6 separate regions of the Mus musculus genome follow, and all the other regions are linked to region 4. A link is a contact called in public HiCAR-type, HiChIP or PLAC-seq and promoter capture Hi-C data. All regions are on one chromosome and are shown on one strand. The core of a region is the stretch at or near the end of the contact, and the rest is flanking DNA. Distances in the headings are between cores, read along the strand shown.

Region 1 (3,422 bases), core at 861-3,360, 350 kb before region 4:
GTATCCTGTCCCTGCTTTGCATTCCCACACCAATATTCAGAGGGCTAAGAGTGAACTCCACAGTGTTCTGCATCTTGGCTGTCTCTCCAAAGCTTACATCACTTGCTCAGGCTGTCTAAACTTGCCTTCTTATCTGCAAGTTAGGGTACTACTAGTGCCAACCCTGCCTATCTCAGGGTCATCAGAAAGCCCAGATGTTCTCCATAGATAAGAGGGAAGGACAAAAGGCTCCGTAGTGCCAGACAGCATGCAGGAGTCCCAGTGAGCTGCCAGCAAATTAGCCATGAAGCACGAGGATCAGAGGTCATTGGTTCGTGTAAGATGGCAGGGCTGGGGTTTGATCCTGGATTAGATCAACTCAGCATCCCTGTCTTAGCAAGACGAGACCAGTGTCATGAGTCCTTCCTATGCCATTAGCTATAATCCCGTTTAGCAGGCTTGATCTGTGCTTCCTGGTTGCACAAATAAATAATAAAGAACAGTAAACTGACTCCCTGTCATCCTTGAGAGGACATACATTATTAAACCAATATACTATTTCGTCTCTCTCCCTCCCTCCCTCCCTCCCTCCCTCCTTCTTTATAATTTGACTTGACTCAAGAAGAGTAAGCAAGTAGCCTTTTTTTTTTCTTTAAATGGAAAAGACTTTCAGGATGACAAGGGGACTCTTGCTCCTCCTTTTCACACCTAGCATGAGGCCTTTCTCACAATATGCCTCACCAGTGCCAACAAACAAGCAGGAGTCTCTGTAGCTGTACCTGTGCTCAGATCGGTGATTACAGCCATGGCGCATTAAAGCCAGTTAGAGAGAGAAAAATAACCGAGCCGAGTGTTGACATGGTGCCGTGGAAATGTGAATAGACTTTGGGGAGGCAGTGGCAGACCCCGAGTTCAGGGCACCACCACCTTACCCCAAACCATTGGAACCAGGTGGTGCATGTTACTTGAGCTTGCAAAGGGCTGGTTCTTTCCCCGGTGATATGGGGTGCCACTACTGACCCCACATGGCTATTGTGGGGATTTCTCCCTCCTCGGCTGTAGAGACAGAATATGCACATAGACTTAGATGAGCACGTGCTCTGGGAAATGAACAAGCATGCGAAGTAAGGCGTTATTTAACGCTTACTAGCCAGTCACATATCACTTTCCTACCCTATGTCCTCCAGTCATTCTCGAAAAGGGCACAGTCGTGGAGCCATGATGGGCTGACATTGTGAGGAAGGTGGGAAACACAAGAGACACGGGCTATTGGTGCAGCTGCTTGAAGGAACTCCTCCTGTGCGCTGTTAATGAGCAGGATGAGGGCTCGAGAGCACTGAGCACCCTGCGAGCATGACTGCGCTCGACCTGCTGAGAATGCCTTTCGAGCATGCGCTCTACCCGCCCGCAGAGAACGCCTGCCAAGCTGCCTCATCCTCCACTTGCTCCTTGCTTACTCAGCTCAACTCTGCCTTCAAATCTCAGTCCGCATGAGTTAAACACACGGAAGCTTTCTCTCACTTCCCAACCGTGCCAGACACTGTTATTAGACATTCTGTTTGATGAGTTCTCCAGTTAGGTTTTACCTGTATTGTTGAAGTTATCCAGTTAGCGTCAGTCCCACTGTTTAATTCCGTGAGAGAAAGAAATTGGGCTTGTTCTGAACGAGGTGTAGCCCCCACTCTCTGACCTTCTACAGTGTGGGGCTCTTAGAAAGGGGCGTAACAAACTAAACTGGTAAACTTTAGTACTCAGTGAAATAATGGGCTAGATAAGAAACAATTTTCTGAGATTGTTGATATCATCAGGAACCAAGTGTTGTCTTAACTCCTTTAATCTTAAAACAGTCCGGTGATACTTCGTCATTAATTTGATTTTTGAAGGTGGAGAAGCTGACACACGTCACTCCACGACAGCTGGGGGATTTGAGCCTGGCTTTGAGAGATCTTAACCTAACCATGACCTGCTGTGGTAAAGAGCAAGGTTGGGTTCACAAGCAGAGCCAGGCCCTGTTAGAACCCTGAGGATGTTCGAAAGAAAAATCAGCAGAAAAGAATGATTTTAGGTATGATGTCTTACATTTATGCTGCTTCTGCTTTCTGTCAGAGTACGTTAGCCGAATTCACCCAGAGAGCAGCCTGGCTTTTGAAACTGTGATGCTGAGGAAGTTCTAGGCCACTCATCTCTTGTTACCCCTTTGAAGAAACAGCAAATGCTTTTCCACAGTAGGTCAGGGCTATCTGAGGTTAAAAAAAAAAAAAAAAAAAAAAAGTACGTGGCTGACTAAGAGGGCTATACCTGAGCCCATGACTTGTAGTTCTTATTCTAAAAGGAGCTCTGACCCATGGACCCAGAATTCTAGAAGAGTTTTCCTTCATCAGGGAAGGCCAAGGAAGTCTGATTGTCCCCAAGAAGGGCAGCTGACACTAGAATAACATAGTATTTTGTAGAAAAATAAAACATAGCAAAAGAAAGAAAATAAATGTATTTGTAGAAAACTAACAAAACACTGCAATGTAGGAAAAAAGAAAAACCTTCCCCTTGGAATTGATGTGGGCCAAGTATCTTCCAGCCACTTGCTTCAAATGGACCTATTAGACATCCTCTAAGTGAGGGAGCATCTGACAGTCTGAGATAGCCCCTGAGGGTTGTCCTCTCCTCTGCTGAGTACTGTTGTGAAGTGTTTGTGTACTTGAATGTATATATTCCTCATTAACAGCCCCTTGAACATTACTGAACAGGTGAAGAGACCAAGCAAGGTCACACAGACTGGAACTGCCTCTCTCCCCCAGCCAGCCTAGCCTGTCTCTGAAGTCCACACTCTTCCCATTCCGAGCAGCTGACTATGCAGGATGGCTCCTTTGGCTTCTTACCTGTGCTTGAGTGCTTACAATTAAGAGTCTCTGTTCAGATTCTACTCTCAGAAAGACCTTCCTAGTAGACAGTTGCCCTCTATAAACTTTATCTTCAAGAGACGTAATACTTCCATTCCCTTCCCAGAATAAGTTTCTACATTGGTGTTGAATACCTCTTGGCCACTATGGCATGATAAATGATGGTTCCAAGAAATCGTTGTCAAGGTTTGCCTGTGCCGCACAGCTGTCCCCACAAGTAAGGCTTTCTTTCTCTCAGATGGCATCTTGGAAAGTACAGAAAGCCCAGGGCCCTCCCTGTTTTCATTCTGTGGTCTGTGTAAAAACCAAATGCTACCATCCCGACTACACTCTTTCAGATGGATCAAACAGCACATTGGTCACTGGCAGATCTTTCAGGTCCCTCACCTCAGAGTCCTCCCAGTTCCTCATTCTTGCCGCCCTTCAACCATGAAGTTAGTCGTAAGAAAAACAGTAAGTGCTTCTTGAATGCACCTCCCACCTCTTTCCATCAGCGCCAGTGACTAACTAGCCTGTCAGCGCAGCTTCAGAAGGCTCGGATTCCAAACT
Region 2 (3,196 bases), core at 420-2,919, 370 kb before region 4:
TCATGACTTAAGGCTGCAGAAACCAAGCTTTGCTTTATGGAGCTTGTAAACTTACATCTTGTTTGGTCGTCTACTTGTTGACTGTTTGAAGCATCAGGTTGACTTGCAAGCTAACTCTAGGAATCTCCCAAAACCAGCACTTCCTATTAGAAGTATTTCCACGCTGTGGTAGATGCTGGGATGCAAGCTCAGTCGTCACCCCCTCCCCCCACTGAGGTACCACCTTTTCTAGAACTCAGGCGGCTGTACCATGTGTATGTTCCTCTCGTGTAGTTGAGAAGAAAGAACCTCTTTGGCTCTCTAGGATCTTGTTGTACAAGTCTTCACGTTCTTATTTCCTCTCTCTCTTTTGATTAATTTCTCTGGGATTACTGGTTCCTATGTCCTCACAGGTATCATGAATGGTTTCTTCAGATTGAAGCATTCCTTCCACTGCCTTCAGGAGCTCGGGGTGGGTGAATAGTCTCTTTTAAACCAGCTACTTCATATTTCAAAATATTTTAAGCATACAAGTTGTAAAGTTCTATATAACAAATACCATGTACCAAAATTAATAAATTTAATAGATGGTAATATTTTGCCTATTTGCTATCTGTCTATCTGTTCTCTCTCTCTCTCTCTCTCTCTCTCTGATTCTCTCTGAAGTACAACATAGTTACAGTGGGAGCCCCTACTCAGCCACTGCTCTGTCCTCTTATCCTCTTTCTTTGCCCAAAGGAAAACCACTGTTCTGAACATTCTTTATCTGAGATGCATTCATATCATATACTAAAATCACTTTCAAGAAAGTTACTTTTTACTATCTTTAATCCAAAGTTTTTTATTATATATGGTGGCTCTTTTTCAAACTATATCCAGGTTAAAACTGGGCCCCTGAAGGCTTAAACATTGATTGCTTTAATCCAGTCTCTTCCTCTTTATTGTTTGACTAAAAATGTCTTCAGTCACAGTGTGGAATTTATGCTGACCCTTAAAGCAAAAAATCATATTCATGAGGAAGCTAGGGAAAATAAATATCCAGAATTTAAGAAAGTTTTCCACTTTTAAAAAATGGAGTAATCCACTGTCTAGCCTGTAAGCTCTCCCTCCAGTGTTTGCTTGGTTCTGACTTTATCTGCGGCTCCTGGGAGAACAGGAGAGACAGCAGAGCTCCTCTGGGCCAAGCCTGTCGCTACCTGTTCTTGACTCAGCAAGGAGTGCCAGGGAAGGCTCACTGCCCTCCTTTTCCCGAAAGTGGTGCAGAAAAATTTTAAATCAAAGTGTCTTCCTTGAGCAAATGGAACAGGGCCAAGAGGAGAAGCCACACGTGGCTTTAGGAATGCGCCTGCAGCCCGTCCTCACTTGCTTGAGTCCTTCTGTGCTGGGCACCTTGTGAACATTGCACTTGGACATCAGTGACTTTCATTTCTAAAAGACAGTTTGTTTGTAATCATCCAATGCCAGGAGGTTGGAACACAGTGATGCTAATATGACGATTCTGATCAGCTTTGCTGGCAGCTGCCCTGCCTGCCACTCTCCTGGGGTTTGATGGTTAAAGAACGGGTTTATTGGAATGTTTCTGTGAACAACAGCTTTGGCTCCGTTCTCCCACCTCCTGTAGTGTGCACTCTTACGTGCCTCTCACTGAACAGTCCTTAATGTTACGTTTCCGTCAAGGTTAATAAAGCCCGGCTGATCTGCTGTAGGCTTGAGGATATCACATATCTTTGCAAAAGCGCCCTTTCCCTTGCACAGGCTTGTCTGCATCCGGAGACTTGCCATCCTAAAGATCTAGTTGGAATACTAATTTTGAATAATTTAGCCTGATCCAGTTACCTAACATGCCAGGGGGGAAAGATCACCACAACAGATTGGGCATTCAGAACCTACCTAGTTCATAGCATTTATTAGAATGTCCTTTGACACTTCCAAGTGTTTACTGTGCTCAAATAAAAGAAAAGAGCTATGTTCCCTACCAATACTATAGTCTGTGCTTTGTAACACACACACACACACACACACACACAAACACAGAGTTTATTAAAACAAGGGCTTTGTAACCCAAGGTTCATGGATCCTTTTGTGGTTTCAGAAAGGTTTGCAACCTCTGACTCTACACATAGAGTTTTATGCATATTTGTATGCATTTTTAAAGACTCGAACATGTGTAAAAGTAATGCTGAAGGGCATTGGCTTTTTTACCACAGCTGATTAAATCGATCTCTACAATTTTGGAGGGATGGGGGCGGGGGCGGGGGGAGGGCGACTGGCTCTCACTGTGTAGCTTAGGCTGGCCTTGAACTCATCTTCCTACCTCTGCCTCCAGAGTATTGAGAAATTTCAGGGATGCAACTGTCTTGAATGTTTTTCTTCTTTCTTTTTTCATTTCAAAAATTTACATTTACACTTTTTAGTTTTACCCATTTTAGGCAAGTTGAAGCGCTTTGTGTTTCTCAGCATGTAATTCAAGCTAGTTGCTCTTTAGTATTCCATTGACTGGAAAAGATGTGAGATTTAGCGCCTCCTCACACACACACACACCCCACACCCCACCCCCGCCTTTCTGTTCTCTCCTTCCTCCCCTCTCCTCCCTCTCTCCCACTCCCACCGAGTCTCTTGGCACTGACTAAATACGATGGTTCAAAACCAAAAAGAAAAGAGAATCATTTCCCTGATATTCACTCAGCACGGTGGCAAGTCCTGCACTACAAGGAGGTAACATCCTCTGCGTGGCCATAATAATCTAGACTTCTGCATAACTTTTCTTCTACGTATCCCAGGCGTTTTGCGATTGCCTCCATGAGTAAAATACTGACTTGTTAAAAAACAAACAAACAAACAAAAAAACCAGCCCTTTATTTCACTGTTAGCATTAGAAGTTAGAGAAAGCTGCTTACTGAAGGAAACTGTTGAGCAGTGAGAATTGATCCTGAGAGTTAGGAGAGCCAAGCTCCTGAGGGTTGCAGGTTGTCTGACTTTCCAGGCTTGGTATGGTGGCCTGCCTCGCCTGGCATTTCCTCTTCCCCTCTCCTGTTTCTCTGCATACTCATTGCTCTTGGGATGCTTGTTCCTAGTGGCAGTGTTCAGTCTGAAATCATCTCTGATCAAAGTGGTCTCTGTTTGAAGAGGATCATTACATTCAGGCCGGGAATCCCGGTTTCGTAAAGCCACATGTGAAGATTGGTTTTGATGAGGCAGAGTGAGTAACCAGAGCCTA
Region 3 (3,293 bases), core at 20-2,519, 410 kb before region 4:
TGTATTTATATCATCAGGGAAAAGAATCATTTTATATACTATATAGCAATGTGCTAAATAGTAACAAGGACACAGTTCTTGCCCTCTCCCCCTCCCCCTCCCTCTGTCCCCCCCACCCCCACTCTCTCTCACAGAGGTCTGTGTTTGTCACTTTCTGTCACTCAGCGCTTGGCTTTGTTAGTTATCCAATGAGTTCCAGGTCCAACTGTCCGCTGAGGTTACAGATACCCCCACCTGCAGGAATGCTAAAGATCCCAACGACCACTCTGTTGAGTCATTTCCCAGGCCCGTAGGTTACAATTTCTAATGTCCCATAAATAATAACAACCATCGTTGTCTTCCATCTATAGGAAGCCTCTGAACTCTAGATGGCAAAACGGTCTCTACAATTTAATGATATAGCTTTAAGGTTGATTACAGGGCTCTTTAAGGTCACTTAAAGACTCTCTAATATACAGTGTGGGGGGGGGCACCTGTGTTTCCCTCAACAACATCCCACTGAGAGGGTTTTTTATAACTTCATAAGTGGAACGCTGAGCGGAGGGTTAAGTACCAAAATAAAACTGCATGCTCACTACCTGATTGATCCCTGGCCTTTCAAAGTTGTATTTCCACTTGAACTCAGTAGTGAGACCCCCGAACTCTAAAATAGGTTTAAGTCAAAACTCACTTGGGAGCTACCTAGCCCCAGGCTGTCATTCCTGGCCCATGGAGGCACTTTGCCCAAAGAATAAAGACGCTCAAATGCTCGCAAACGGTCATCAGTGGGAGGCCTCTCCAGAAAAATAACCTCCCTTGAGCCGGATAAGGATTTATGAGCTGTGAACCAACACTGCGGGTCTCACTGTCGCTCTAATTCCATCCACAGCGATGATCACACAGGCCGGACAATGCGCTGTGGCTGAAATAATCGAGCGGATTGAAGACTTCATCCAGACCCAATATAAATTCATGGTTCTCTGGAGAGAACCTCAGCTACGATCTCGAAATTCCTGTCCGCTCTATGGAGCGATCTGAGTGTAGCCGAGACCCCCAGAGGAGGGAACAAGCAGATGAGATTGACTTTTGTGCCCAGCGCGTGGGGACCAGGCCGGTCTCCCGTGGCCTCCAGCTGTCCGGGCCTGCCCTTGGGCTGCGGGCGCCTCCCGGGGGCGTCGCGGCCGCCGCGGGGCTTGGGGTTCGGGGCGCCGGGTCGGGGCGCGCGGGCTTCCCCCACCCCCGGAGGCGACCCCACCTCCCGCCCCCGCTGTGCGCGCGCGCGTGGGTCCGTCCGTCTGTCTGCTCTCTCTCGACGTCAGTGGGAATTTCCAGCCAGGAAGTGAGAGAGTGAGCGAGAGAGGACGAGAGAGAAGTACCGAGGCGAGCCGGGCAGGAAGAGGAGGTTTCGCCACCCGAGCAGCCCGGCTGCGCGCTGACGGCTTCCCGTGCCCTGCGCGCCCCCGGCCTGCCGCCGCCGCCGCCGCCGCCGCCGCCCTCGGCCTGCTCGCGGGCCGGCTCTAGCAGCGCAGGCCGGAGCTCAGGGCCCCGCCGCGCCCGGCCCGCCCCGCGCTTCTCCGCCCGCGCCGCAGCCATGGCGCGCCGCTGAGCCGCCCGCCCGCCCGCCCGCGCCCCGACCCGGCTCGGGCTCCCGCCGGTCCGCGCCGCTCCGCAGCGGGAGCCCGCAGGCGAGGAGAGGCCGCGCCGCATCTCCAGGGTAAGCCCCGGGGCAGGTAGAGGAACGGAGCCGCCAGCTCTCCGCACCACGGTGCAGCGGGTCCCACTGGCTCGAAGCTCCCGGGGTTCGGGGGGGGACTAGGGGAGAGCCCCAAGCAGGAGTCGCGGATCGAGCGGCCCCGGCTGCGGGGAAAGGGCACATCCGCACTGGGCGGCCCCGAGGCCTTGCGGGCCGGCTGGCGGGGCCCTCGGCGTCTCCGCGGGCGGGAACGGGAAGCGGAGAGGAACTCTTGCAAAGTTTTAGAAAGATGTACCCAAGCCCCTGCGGCGGGGTTGGGGTGGGGTGGTGGCGGCCAGGCTGAGGTCCGCCACCGGCCTAGGACAGATAGAAAGGTGCTTGGTGCAGTGCACAGCCAGATTTCACCAAAGGGCGGTCAGTGAAATGAAAGCAGAAGTGCCTGTCAGTCCTCCTGGCTGGCAAAGCCCTTCCCAGCTCCTAAGAATCAGTCCCTCGGGAGAACCTGGGGCCCACTTACCAATCTGAGATAGACACCCCCCCCTCCCCATACACACACATATCATGCATTCAGCTGCCAAATCTCAACTTTGATTTTCAAAATAATAAGGAGGGCCTCACACCGATTCTCCAGGGCTGGCATTTGAGAGAGAAATTACCTACTAATAGCACCTTTCAGACTTTTGATTACGGGGAAACTCTAGGATAATGGCACCATGTTTTGTGCCTGACCTCCAAAACAGAAAACGATACAAACATGACGCCTCTGCTACATGTAGGCTTCCTTCGGTCTTCTGAGACAGACACCAATCTTGGCTCTGTTTATGGGTCGAGTCTAAAACTTAAGTGGGACAAATGATAAAAAGATTTCATCATCTAGATTTAATCTGTTTTGTTTTTTTAATGAACTTTTAAAAGTAAAGGCCAACACTGCAGCTTTCTAAGTAAGCATATTTAACTAAAATTTTTGTTGTTTTAGGGCTGAGAACAACTTGTGGTGTTTATTAACATTTGATGGCTATGGCATCAAATACTGGGGCTCAGACTGGTGGTTAGTACTAAAGATGGAGATGGTGATAGAGTTGGGTGGCTTTCTAGAGGACTCTTCAGCTGATTGTTCTTGGGTGGCAAAAAAAAAATGCATTAATGTTCGTCAGACCTTAAAAAGAGAAACTTGATTAAAGTAAGGTCCTTGCTGAAGTGGGTTTTTTTCCCCCTGATTTTAATATTGCGCTTTCTAGAGATGGAACCTCTTGCTGTTTGATGCACGAAAAAAATATGTAAATTATTTACATCGAAGTCCTTTGCTTTGCATATGAACTTGAGAGGCCTGGAATTTAAAAAGCTGTGCTTCCTGTTGCATTTAACATTTCTCACCCCACTGGATGACTACAAGAACACACATATTGATGGGAATGTGAACTCGGCAACTCTGGTCCCTGTTGATACTTCTGGGAGTCTCTTGCTAGCTTAGAGAAAATGTCTTCTTGGCTTAAGACACTGAGTAAACTTGAACACAAAAGAAGGCTTCTCTGTACACTTAATGCTGGCACTAAAATACTACACTTGCTGGGAAACGCTAACCACTTCAAAACCAAAAGACTTTTAAAGAAAGTTGTTTAAT
Region 4 (3,103 bases), core at 468-2,967:
TCAGGAAATGGGTGCAGTTGTCTAGAAGTAGCTGGCAAGGAAGCAGGGATGGGGAGGGGGTGGGGGTGGGCAGTGCTTCACAGATGACAGACAGAGCCTGGTCTCCTGTGAGGGTGAGGCTAAGTCAGCTATCATCATATCAATACAATGCCTTCCAATCACAGGTTCAAGAGAATGCTGCAGTCTCCCACCTCCAGCAGGACTGAGGTTCCATTGACCCGGAGGACACCTTTGTTCTTTGTTCCCACCCTGGAGCAGACCGTGATGGATGACGTACAGAACTCTTTCTCCCTAGCCTCCTTAGGGTCCCCAGCCCCACCCTACTGAAGGAAGCATTCAGGGTGCCCCCACCCCCAAATCCACTTCTGCCTTCTCCCTGCCTCGATCCATCTGAAGTCTCTCCCATCGTCACCTGGTTCCTTGTCATTTTCTCCCACAACAGTATCTCCCCTAATAAAAGCCATCCTGTTAGGTTCCTATTAGAGCCTTCCTCTGAGATCCAGCCCGACACAGTCACACGGTAAGAGGGGCTTCTGAAGCCAACTGATGACCCCCACTCTGTGATCCAATCATGCGCACATGCTGGGTAACAGGATCTGGCTTCATGGCGTCTCCCCAATTCTGATGCAGTACGCTTTGCTTTGCTTTTTACCAGTAGCACGCAGAGAGAAATTTCACTTAGAGTGTGGTAGGAGTTGAGAGAAAGCTAACTTGTGCTTTTAGGAAGGGATGAGCCGTCCCTGCCTCCCCCGACCCTGAGTACAGCATAAGAAACTCACAGTCCAGGGCCTTCACTAAGGGACCCTGGGTATTCGCCCACCAAAGCCCTGGTTCTCAACCGTCCTAATGCAGCGACACTTTAACGCAGTTCTTCATGTTGTGGTGACCCATATTTTTGTTGCTACTTCACAACTGTAATTTTGGTGCTGTTATGAACCATAATGTAAACACCTGACATTCAGAATATCTAATTAGATAGAACCTAGGCGTGGGGGTCGCGACCCACAGGTTGAGAATCAGTGAAGGCACCTGCTCAGTGCTCTCTTAAGCACCTCCATGACCCCCGAGACCACCCAGAAGCAACCAGGCACAAAATTTAGTTTCTGTTTACTTCTAAACCTTTCTCCAGCTGACCTCCAAGCAGTCTCAAGGCAACATGGGTTTTTTTGTTTTTTTGTTTTTGTTTTTTTTTTGGGGAGGGGGGGTAACAGGGTGGGGTTTAGAGTGGGAATACGTCCAGAAATTGTAAACTTAACCCACTCTTAACATAATGACTTTCCTACTTCTAAAGATTGTACTAAAACCCTAAATTTCTTTTTACTAGAAAAAGGCTCAGAGTATTTTCTGGAATTCCAAATATTTTCACGAGCCAGTTTACTTAGGACAGATACTGGAACAGTTGTCTTTCTTTGGCTATTTTCAAACTCTAATAAATACAAGAGGATTCCCAACTCCCACACTAACTGAAGATGCATCTTCAACTCGGCGATATGGAGAAGATGGCAACACAAGCTACAACTCTCAGTCCCCAAAAGTTTTGTCGAAAGTGATTAGAAAAAAATATCTTACTTTAGAAGAGTGAGTCCACACAGTCCTCCAGATTCCTTCAGGAGACAAACTTCAGATCTCTGCGCAGGAGAAGTCACATGCTGATTAATGCACGCTGGGAGGTGGAGTTCAGGTCCCCTCCGAGTCCTTTTGCTAATGCCTGTTAAGTAAGCTTTTAAGAAGTGTTTGCCACAGCCGTGCACTTTAGATGTGTCCATGCTGCCATCTAGTGATCAGAACGTGGAACTGTGAACGCCAAACAAAGGCCTGTCTTTTGTTTGTGCAAGTTACTTAGCAGGCCAGATCCAATGGCCAGGAAGGTGGAAGGCTGCTGGAAAACACACAAGGGACCCGAGGCACTAAATACTCTGGTCTTCCTAGCTCTTAACCCAGATTGCTTTGAGCGGGGAAAAGAAAACTTCCTTGGGGCTAAAGTCTTGTTTCTGACGTTAATCCCTCAGCTGCAGAATGCTGGCATCCTGAGTGCACTGGGCCTGAGCCGAGGAGCACACCCAGCTAGGATGGGAATCTTGAAATGAACAGAGCAAAATATCATGCAATCAAGTTGGTTGAAGACTACAGGAGCCACGAGGAAAGGGCTAGGTCTTGGCTGGGTCGGAGACTTGTGAGTTAACCTGGCTAGTGTCACAGTGATCATGGAGGTCATGTGTGAATGTCCTGCATAAATCCAGGGGCTCGACACATTTGGCACACTTTGCCATGGGCTCTGGCACTGCAAAGGCTACAAAACAAAGCTATCAGATTGCGAGCCTCCTTTGTCACCTGGGCTGGCCAGCCATGCAGGTCTGCTGGGGACGCAGGCTGTACTTTCTGAGGGCTTCCTTCTTGAAGAGAAAAGTGATGCCTCCCAGAAGGTTCTGGGTTCTGCTCCTCTTTCTGAGTGGCTCCTAAAGTGTGGGTTTCACAGTCAGTCAGTTGGATGCACGTGGGTTGGACGGAGCAGAGCAAGACAGAGAGCTGGTCCTTTAAGGCAGGCACAGGGTGGCTTCCTGTGCTGCTCAGTGTGTGGGTGCTTTCTGTTCCTCCCTCAAGCTCCTGCCTCAGGCCCTGGCTTCAGTCTCTAGCACGGTATAAAGCCCAGAGTGCTAGCACCGAGCACAAATAGATGTAAGAGCATCACAAAGTTTGCTTAGAACTTCACAGCCAGCCTGGACTACAGAAGACCCTTATTCAGAACAGCTGACCCCCTCAAAGGGGAAAAAAGAGCCCAGTTTAAAAATAAAAAGACATAAATCCTATGTCTCCCTGAAATAGCTGAGTAAGCAGGACCTGTAAACTGGCCAACCTACAGCGTTCTTATATGGAGGAGAAGGAAACAGCGGCTCTGCGTTCTTATATGGAGGAGAAGGAAACAGCGGCTCTGCCAGGGTGGTGAGGAGGGGACATGGTGTGCAGGTGAAGCCCAGCGTCTGCCACACACCTGCAGGATAAACGGCAGCTTATTACAGCAGACACTTCTGTGTGTGCTCCTTGCTCTAATAGACTTGTCTTTCCCTCAACTTGCCAGGGCTTTGAAAGGCGTTTGCTTTTAATG
Region 5 (3,102 bases), core at 367-2,866, 280 kb before region 4:
GCCTGGAACAGAAGCCAGAGCACATCAGGAAAGTGTTATGTCACTGAGGCATACTCCTAGCTGTAATTCACATATCTGATCAGAGATGTCCAAAGGTAAGAACGTCAATAAAACAAATAAGTAGAAATCTTGAATAAACACTTGACTAGTAAAGCTACCCACATGGTTACTATGCTCTGCAGGGCAGTGGTGCCACACACCTTTAATCCTGGCACTTGGGAGGCAGAGGCAGGAGCATCTCAAGGCCAGCCTTGCCTAAAGAGTGAATTCTAGGGAAGCCAAAGATATACAGAAAAACCCATCTGGGAAAAACCAAAAAAGAAAAAAAAAAGTGCTTAATCACGTTCTTAAAAAAAAATTATTTGATATGTATGGGTACTTTGCCTGCATGTATGTCTCTATACCATGTGTGTTTCTGGTGCCCACAAAGGCCAGAAGAGGGCATTAGATTCCCTGGAATTGAAGTTATGAGCAACCACTGGGTACTGAGAATCCAACCTGGGCCCTCTAGAAGAGCAGCCAGTGCTCTTAACCACCGAACCACCACTCCAGCAGTTTCATCTCATTTTTAACCAAGCAAGTGAAAATTAAAGCCATTTAAGACACACACCCACCAGAATTCCCATAATCAAAGACTGACAGTACCAGCTGCCAAAGCGAAGGTAAGCCAGCTGGAACTGTAAAACAATGTTCGACAACGTGTCAGTTTGTTTAACCACTTTGGGGAGGTTTCTGACAGTTTCTGTCAAAGTTAAATACTTGGTTTCCTTGTATACCTAAGCAAGCACACTGGTCTGCTAATCATCATCTAAAATCCTGTTCATAGCAGCATTACTCATAACAGCCTTCGGCTAGAAACAACAGAAGTGTCCTGTGGTAGGGAAACTGTATGCAGTCTGATTTGTTCCCATGGTGAGACAGTCCAGCAATACAAAAGAAGACACGCTCATTGTATTATCAGCTAAGGCAGCTCTCACAGAGTGTGTCGAGTAAGCAAGTGGAGCTAGGTCGTGTTGAAATCTAAGTGTAGGGAGTGCTAATCAAGGCAGCAGAGGCAGCCGGGCACCAGTGGAGTTCTCTGCTTGTGTGTTTTAGCAGCGCTGAGCTTTGCCTGTGCGTTTAGCACTCGCAGCCAACTAAGCCTTGGTTCAGAATTGGAGACTTGCTCTCATTCAGTTTGGCACTCAGCCTTGATCCTTTCTAAGTCTAAACTAGGGAGTGGATCTCAATGGAATTAATCTGTTGCTTTTCTCTTTCCCTTCCTATCTCCACCTTCTCCCTACACTCCCCACCTCCTCCTTCTCTCCTTGTCCACGGGGATACCTGCCCCAGCAAGGTGGTCACCACCAGACCAAAACCAAACAGAAGCTGCAAATGAATTAAGTAATTAAGTTAAAAAAAAATCCTGGAAGTGAAAGCCAGGTCTTGCCATGGAAGAAGGAACGGTGCAAAGATGAGGAAGCAGCAGGCAGGAATCGAGTAATCTTATGGACAATTCTCACCAAAACCTGTTTAAAGGACAGAGAGGAGAGAAGCGGGAGTAGGGAAGGAATCTTGGTTAATTCTTTCCCTGGCTCATCCTCTCTAAGCTCCCTCCCACTCACTGTTCTCGTTTATTATTAGTCATTCATAAGGTTCTGAAGAACAGGATGTGTGCCCACGTCACTTTGGAAGACTCTATTGGTTGAACAAATTTTGTAACTGTCAAAGATGTTTGAACCGAGAAGGCTTTGCAGAAAGCTTCCTCGTGAACATGTGGAGAGCCTTCCCTCCCTGCTTCGTCTTACAGCAACAAGTGAGTTCTTCTGCCTCCAGATCTTCCAGTCTTCCAAAGTCTCTTCTCACTCTCCTCTCTTCTCGGGTTATATCTATTCCAAATGGCCACACACCCAGCATGCTCTCTTAATCTGTGACTCACACTACCACTCCCACAGGTTGACTAAACTAAGCTGCATCAGGCCTCTCAATGACCACCTACACCAGGAGGTGACTTCAGTCTTCACCAAGCCCTGAGCTTAGAGCCCCCTCTACTGCTTTCATTTGTCTCTAGCATATATTTATTGGGCGTTTGATGCCAAGTCGTGAGAAACTGATTCTCAAAGGGCACCTTTTCCCTTCCTGCTCCTCTGATAACTCAAGTTGTCTGTGGGAATAAATAACTATTCTATTATCTAGGGGGAAAGAGCTAGGTTGTGCCTGCAGGCTCAGGTTTGAATTAGATGTGATTTATTTGGTAAGCAACAGACATGATAAAACACCCAGGCCAGACCAATTACATATAAATGATTGTAAACATTGATCCTCAATCTATAGCTTGCCTTTTTCTCTTTCCTGGTAGTGCTTTAAAAAAAAAAAACCAGGGCTGGTGAGATGGCTCAGTGGGTAAGAGCACCCGACTGTTCTTCCGAAGGTCCGAAGTTCAAATCCCAGCAACCACATGGTGGCTCACAACCATCTGTAATGAGATCTGACTCCCTCTTCTGGAGTGTCTGAAGACAGCTACAGTGTACTTATATATAATAAAAATAAATAAATCTTTTTAAAAAATCAAAAGCCAATGATTTTAGTGAAATACAATTTATCAGCCCGTTTTTTTTTTTTCATGGTTAGTGTCCTCAAGCTTTAAGACCTCTTCTTTGCCTGTCTCTGAGTCTTGTGTTCTTTCCAGGACTTTTATTGTGTTGCTTCCTCATTTCAGGGGCTTTGTTTTCTTTGTCTCAGGGATCAGATCCAAAGCCTGGAGCGTGTGCAGCACGGCTATGCTCCAAACCCTCCCATTTGAATCTCAGGTCCGTGGTGAATGCAATCTGCATGCATGGAGACTTTCATTTCCCTGTAAAGCGATCTTCTTGGTCCAGCACATTTCATCAACGACTCTACCCTTTTCCACCTGAATTGCCAGGACATTTCTGTCCTAATAGGAGATTCTCCTACTGCCTTCATTGCTGAAACTTTAGACTAATCTTAAACAACAAACATCTTAGTACACAAATTTTAGAATTTCATAAGCTGTTCTTGTGAGGAGAAACAAAGCCAAGAATTAGATACAGGTTTTATGGGTTTGCTCGTCTGTATTGTGAAGAAAACAACAACCTTAGCAAG
Region 6 (3,346 bases), core at 91-2,590, 390 kb before region 4:
ACATAATATCTAAACAGGATAGAATCTCGAGTGTGAAGAGATGTACACACTGGAAAGAAATGACATAGAGCTGTTACATGTGTGTGTGTACACATGCGTGTGTGCGTGTATGCAGTGAGCATTCACATGTGTAGAGGTCAAAGGACAATTTTGGAAGCTGGTTCTTTCCTTCGAGCATGTAAGTTCCAAGTAAGGACTTAGGTCCTTGGGCTTAGCAGCAAGTGTTTTTACCTGCAGAGCCCTCTTGTTGGCCAAGCAATGCATCTTTAAATGATTGATTTCCCTATAGTAAAGTGCTTGTGTTGGATCATGGTGATAGTTGTGGTGCTTATATAATATATAATATAATATAATCATATGCTGAGTAGTTGCTCTTTGGACTTCACTATGTAAAGCACCTGGCTGTGATCTGAAAGATATTTAATCAGGAAGATACCCTGCCATGGGGGTGAGCGGTAGAAAAGCTGTTTCTGTCAGAGTGAGGTAATAAGGTCTGCCCTAGGGTGTGGCTATGGACATAGAAAGGAAGTGCACACACAAGAAACAGTGTGAGGAAAGAAGTGAGCGACAACAAGACTGTTCACTGCATTGGTTGGAGAAGGCTACATTTGCAAGAATGAGACAGTCAGGAGTCGGGCTTGTTGTCGAGTAGTAAACTGTAGACATTAGGGTTGATGGGTTTAATGTATCATTAACTTGTTTTCTAATGGCATCGTTACCTAAAGCTAACAGGGGCTCATTACCAAATACACCTTCAGAGCCTTAACAGTTCTAATCATGTACTGATGTCACGGGGGTTGGGCTCGTATCTTGGATAGCTTGGGTTTTTTGTTTTGTTTTGTTTCTTTTTGCTCTTTCCTTTTTTTAAAAAAAATTATTTATTTTTTGTTCAATTGAGAACTCAGTAGCCGATGGAGAAAAGCCAGTGCAAAGTCCAGACCGTGACTAAGAGTGTAATTAAAGCTGTGATACTGAATTGCCAGGGTAATTAACCCATGCTCCACACGCCCTCTGTTCCCATGACACTGACCAAGCTGTATCGTGTAGGCTGCTGTCTTTCCATTTACTAACCGTTCTGATTGGCTAGCCTTTGCTGCGGCGAGATAAATCATGAAGAAGCACATAGAAACACAGATATGCCTCATTTCTTGCGACCTGTGACTGTGTGTGGTGATTTGTCTGGCTGCTCTGTGGAGGTCCTCAGCTGCTCTGCCACCGAGGGCTCAGCCTGGGAAGTCTTGGCTGAGCTCTGCTGCGTTTCCACTCCACACGTGGGTTCTCATCCTCCACTGGGCTGGCCAGGCCTTTCCCTTCCAGGAAAGAAAATCCAGTCATTGAACGGCTTCTTGAAAGCCATGTTCATGACTCATGTCTGCATCCTCCTGTTGGTCAGGGCCTGCCAAGGGCCTGACAACATTCAAGGGGCAGAGATGTCAATTTTATTGTCCCTGTGTTGTGAGGGATAGAAAAGGGCAGTGGCCATTGTTTTGAGCCTACTACAGCTATAAGCCCTGAGTTCAGACTATGCCACTCTTGTGTAGTTTTGTTTCTTTGGAAACTGACAGGGTAGGCAAACCTCTTTCTGATGGGTTGATGAAGGGCCAAAAACATCCAGGTAACATTTCAAACATGGTTTCCCTGTGATACAGACCATGGCATACACAAGTATCACAAATCTGTTCCTACAGCACTGTGGATGACACACACACACACTCTCTCTCTCTTTCTCTCTCTCTCTCTCTCTCTCTCTCTCTCTCACACACACACACACACATGTTTTAATTTTTAGTTTAGCTAACTGTGGCTTTTGTGAGATATTCTCTCTCTCTTTCTCTCTCTCTCTCTCTCTCTCTCTCTCTCTCTCTCTCTCTCTCTCTCTCTTTCTCTCTCTCTCTTTCTCTCTCTCCCTTCACGTTTGGATTGCCTTGTAAGTAGCTCATCTGAAATTCATGCACTGTAAGGTCCTATTCTGTTCTCTGGGTTACACTGTAGAAGAGTTCTATGGGCTCACCAGGTACTAGATGTAGGAACAGAAAGCACACTCGGGAGAAGGCATGTTGCAGAAACGAGAGAAACATGCTGAGACTCCTAATGTGCATCTCCCCAGTGGAGACAACACAATTTGACTGGACAGTGTGTGCATGAAGGCTAAAGAGCGCTCAGGGAATATAGAGGGAGCCTCTTCCCGCTCCAGTCACCGTGACAGCATGCTACTTCGTGTGTTGGCATGCACAAAATTGGCAGAACGCCTCAAGTGTGGAGAATTCACCATTATAACAAGATTATAGTAAGCAAAAAATCACTCCACATCACGTAGAAGAGGGAGTTGGCAAAGGCGGCTGGTTTAAAGCAGCTCTTTGCAATCTTCTCTAGAGGGTCTTATCTGAAAGCAAACAAAAAACAACAGGAACAGCTTGAATGTTAGCAGTTATCCTGGCAGGCAGCACTCCAACCCAGCCCAGCCCACCCAGCCCCCAGCACAGGTGTGTAACCCTTTAGTAGCCTACTTAATATGGCTGAAGAGATAGATGGCTTAACTAGTAAGAGTGCTTACTGCTCTTGCAGAGGACTCAGGCTGGTTCCTAACTCCCACATGATGACTGACAACCTCCTGTCACGCTGGTTCCAGGGGATCTGGCACTCCCCTCCTTGCCTCTGCCAGTACCCTTACATTTGTGGTGCACAGTCATGCTTGCAGGCAAAACACTCAAGCCACATAAAATAAAAATTAATAAAACCTTGAAAAAAAGATCCTAGCTAGCAGTTAATATCATGAGTAGACTAGCTCCAGCCAGAACTTTTGAGAGGCTTGAAGCAAAGATGTTTTTAAATGAATAATACTTCTGTCAAGAGGAAAATCACATCACCCATTACGCTAGTACAAGGGCCATAAGCTGTGCAGTTAGAGAGGCCAGCTCTAGTCTGTCAGCCTGAGCAAATGACTCATTCTCTCTGAAGCTTGGCTCTTCAGGTGGACTCTACTTTCTGGGCTCAGCATAGCAAGAGGGCAGCATACGTAAGCATTACCTCCGGTTCCTTAGTTATGTGGAAGCAGTCTGTCAAGCTTAGCTTTCCCCATACAAAGGAGAGCACTTGTCCTGAGGCCAGAGCACTCACTGGCTTCTCCTCCTCAGCGTAACTGGCACCAGGGATTAGGTAAATTGTCCCTGGGTTAATCCTGAGCCTTCCAGGATCTTTGGATCACTTCTAGAAGATGGTAGGACCAGCCATCCAGTCCTGTGAGCCCAGAATACTTCAGAGAATAACTTCTAAACTCCCCCTCAGGGAAAAATACAAGTTATAGGGTAATGGCATGCAACCACTTCAGACTCAAATATGTTAGACT

What was found. Promoter capture Hi-C pulls out the DNA fragments that hold promoters and counts their contacts. HiCAR-type assays count read pairs that join an accessible place to other places. HiChIP or PLAC-seq counts read pairs in DNA pulled down with a chosen protein or histone mark.
Region 1: a contact with region 4 is called in a promoter capture Hi-C map of hippocampal neurons, with 4 times the contacts expected there. The contact joins the enhancer-like site here to the promoter of Bdh2 in region 4. A contact is called at or near these places in 19 of 39 promoter capture datasets (the 3T3-L1 cell line, 3T3-L1-derived adipocytes, the C10 cell line and 11 more), 2 of 15 datasets of contacts at CTCF or cohesin (the NIH/3T3 cell line and large pre-B cells), 4 of 484 Hi-C or Micro-C datasets (the G1E-ER4 cell line, the N1E-115 cell line, brown adipocytes and 1 more), 3 of 115 datasets of contacts at active chromatin or transcription factors (astrocytes, embryonic fibroblasts and embryonic stem cells) and 2 of 9 other capture datasets (embryonic stem cells and pancreatic islet).
Region 2: a contact with region 4 is called in a promoter capture Hi-C map of the 3T3-L1 cell line, with 4 times the contacts expected there. The contact joins the enhancer-like site here to the promoter of Bdh2 in region 4. A contact is called at or near these places in 17 of 39 promoter capture datasets (the 3T3-L1 cell line, 3T3-L1-derived adipocytes, the C10 cell line and 9 more), 2 of 15 datasets of contacts at CTCF or cohesin (the NIH/3T3 cell line and large pre-B cells), 2 of 484 Hi-C or Micro-C datasets (the N1E-115 cell line and nephron progenitors), 3 of 115 datasets of contacts at active chromatin or transcription factors (astrocytes, embryonic fibroblasts and embryonic stem cells) and 3 of 9 other capture datasets (adipose tissue, embryonic stem cells and pancreatic islet).
Region 3: an H3K4me3 HiChIP or PLAC-seq map of embryonic stem cells shows a contact between it and region 4, with 26 read pairs. The contact joins the promoter of Nfkb1 here to the promoter of Bdh2 in region 4. A contact is called at or near these places in 13 of 39 promoter capture datasets (the C10 cell line, the HPC-7 cell line, cancer-associated fibroblasts and 9 more), 1 of 15 datasets of contacts at CTCF or cohesin (the NIH/3T3 cell line), 4 of 484 Hi-C or Micro-C datasets (embryonic fibroblasts, embryonic stem cells and nephron progenitors), 26 of 115 datasets of contacts at active chromatin or transcription factors (the 230-238 cell line, bone marrow-derived dendritic cells, bone marrow-derived macrophages and 18 more) and 3 of 9 other capture datasets (adipose tissue, liver and pancreatic islet).
Region 5: a contact with region 4 is called in a HiCAR-type map of fibro-adipogenic progenitors, with 3 times the contacts expected there. The contact joins the enhancer-like site here to the promoter of Bdh2 in region 4. A contact is called at or near these places in 6 of 39 promoter capture datasets (cranial neural crest, frontonasal cranial neural crest, hematopoietic stem and progenitor cells and 2 more), 1 of 15 datasets of contacts at CTCF or cohesin (the NIH/3T3 cell line), 3 of 484 Hi-C or Micro-C datasets (CD8 T cells, Th2 cells and cortical neurons), 6 of 115 datasets of contacts at active chromatin or transcription factors (bone marrow-derived macrophages, embryonic stem cells, fibro-adipogenic progenitors and 2 more) and 3 of 9 other capture datasets (adipose tissue, embryonic stem cells and liver).
Region 6: a contact with region 4 is called in a promoter capture Hi-C map of hippocampal neurons, with 2.4 times the contacts expected there. The contact joins the enhancer-like site here to the promoter of Bdh2 in region 4. A contact is called at or near these places in 12 of 39 promoter capture datasets (the 3T3-L1 cell line, the C10 cell line, cranial neural crest and 6 more) and 6 of 115 datasets of contacts at active chromatin or transcription factors (astrocytes, embryonic basal ganglia, embryonic fibroblasts and 3 more).

Annotation. Positions count from the first base shown.
Region 1 is chr3:135,628,844-135,632,265 of GRCm38.p6, reverse strand. The region is part of intron 6 of Nfkb1 (nuclear factor of kappa light polypeptide gene enhancer in B cells 1, p105); the gene reads left to right. Among named protein-coding and RNA genes, the nearest start is that of Gm46827, 22 kb to the right of the region's middle. Within about 2 kb of position 2,110, at least 78 of the 459 cell types and tissues checked have an H3K27ac peak or open chromatin away from gene starts, as enhancers often do. A contact at or near this core is called in hematopoietic stem and progenitor cells, hippocampal neurons and pancreatic islet, where this site is marked.
Region 2 is chr3:135,649,399-135,652,594 of GRCm38.p6, reverse strand. All of the region lies in intron 6 of Nfkb1 (nuclear factor of kappa light polypeptide gene enhancer in B cells 1, p105), which reads left to right. Among named protein-coding and RNA genes, the nearest start is that of Nfkb1, 41 kb to the left of the region's middle. Within about 2 kb of position 1,669, at least 18 of the 459 cell types and tissues checked have an H3K27ac peak or open chromatin away from gene starts, as enhancers often do.
Region 3 is chr3:135,689,523-135,692,815 of GRCm38.p6, reverse strand. It overlaps Nfkb1 (nuclear factor of kappa light polypeptide gene enhancer in B cells 1, p105), which reads left to right and starts at 1,269. Exons shown (of 25, transcript NM_008689.2): 1 at 1,269-1,693.
Region 4 is chr3:135,279,835-135,282,937 of GRCm38.p6, reverse strand. Bdh2 (3-hydroxybutyrate dehydrogenase, type 2) reads right to left here and starts at 1,717. Exons shown (of 10, transcript NM_001172055.1): 1 at 1,570-1,717. Gm46826 (a long non-coding RNA gene) reads left to right here. Exons shown (of 3, transcript XR_001783991.2): 3 at 165-506.
Region 5 is chr3:135,555,030-135,558,131 of GRCm38.p6, reverse strand. All of the region lies in intron 13 of Manba (mannosidase, beta A, lysosomal), which reads right to left. Among named protein-coding and RNA genes, the nearest start is that of Gm46827, 52 kb to the left of the region's middle. Within about 2 kb of position 1,616, at least 50 of the 459 cell types and tissues checked have an H3K27ac peak or open chromatin away from gene starts, as enhancers often do. A contact at or near this core is called in adipose tissue and fibro-adipogenic progenitors, where this site is marked.
Region 6 is chr3:135,672,850-135,676,195 of GRCm38.p6, reverse strand. The region is part of intron 1 of Nfkb1 (nuclear factor of kappa light polypeptide gene enhancer in B cells 1, p105); the gene reads left to right. Among named protein-coding and RNA genes, the nearest start is that of Nfkb1, 17 kb to the left of the region's middle. Within about 2 kb of position 1,340, at least 128 of the 459 cell types and tissues checked have an H3K27ac peak or open chromatin away from gene starts, as enhancers often do. A contact at or near this core is called in astrocytes, embryonic fibroblasts, heart atrium and 3 more, where this site is marked.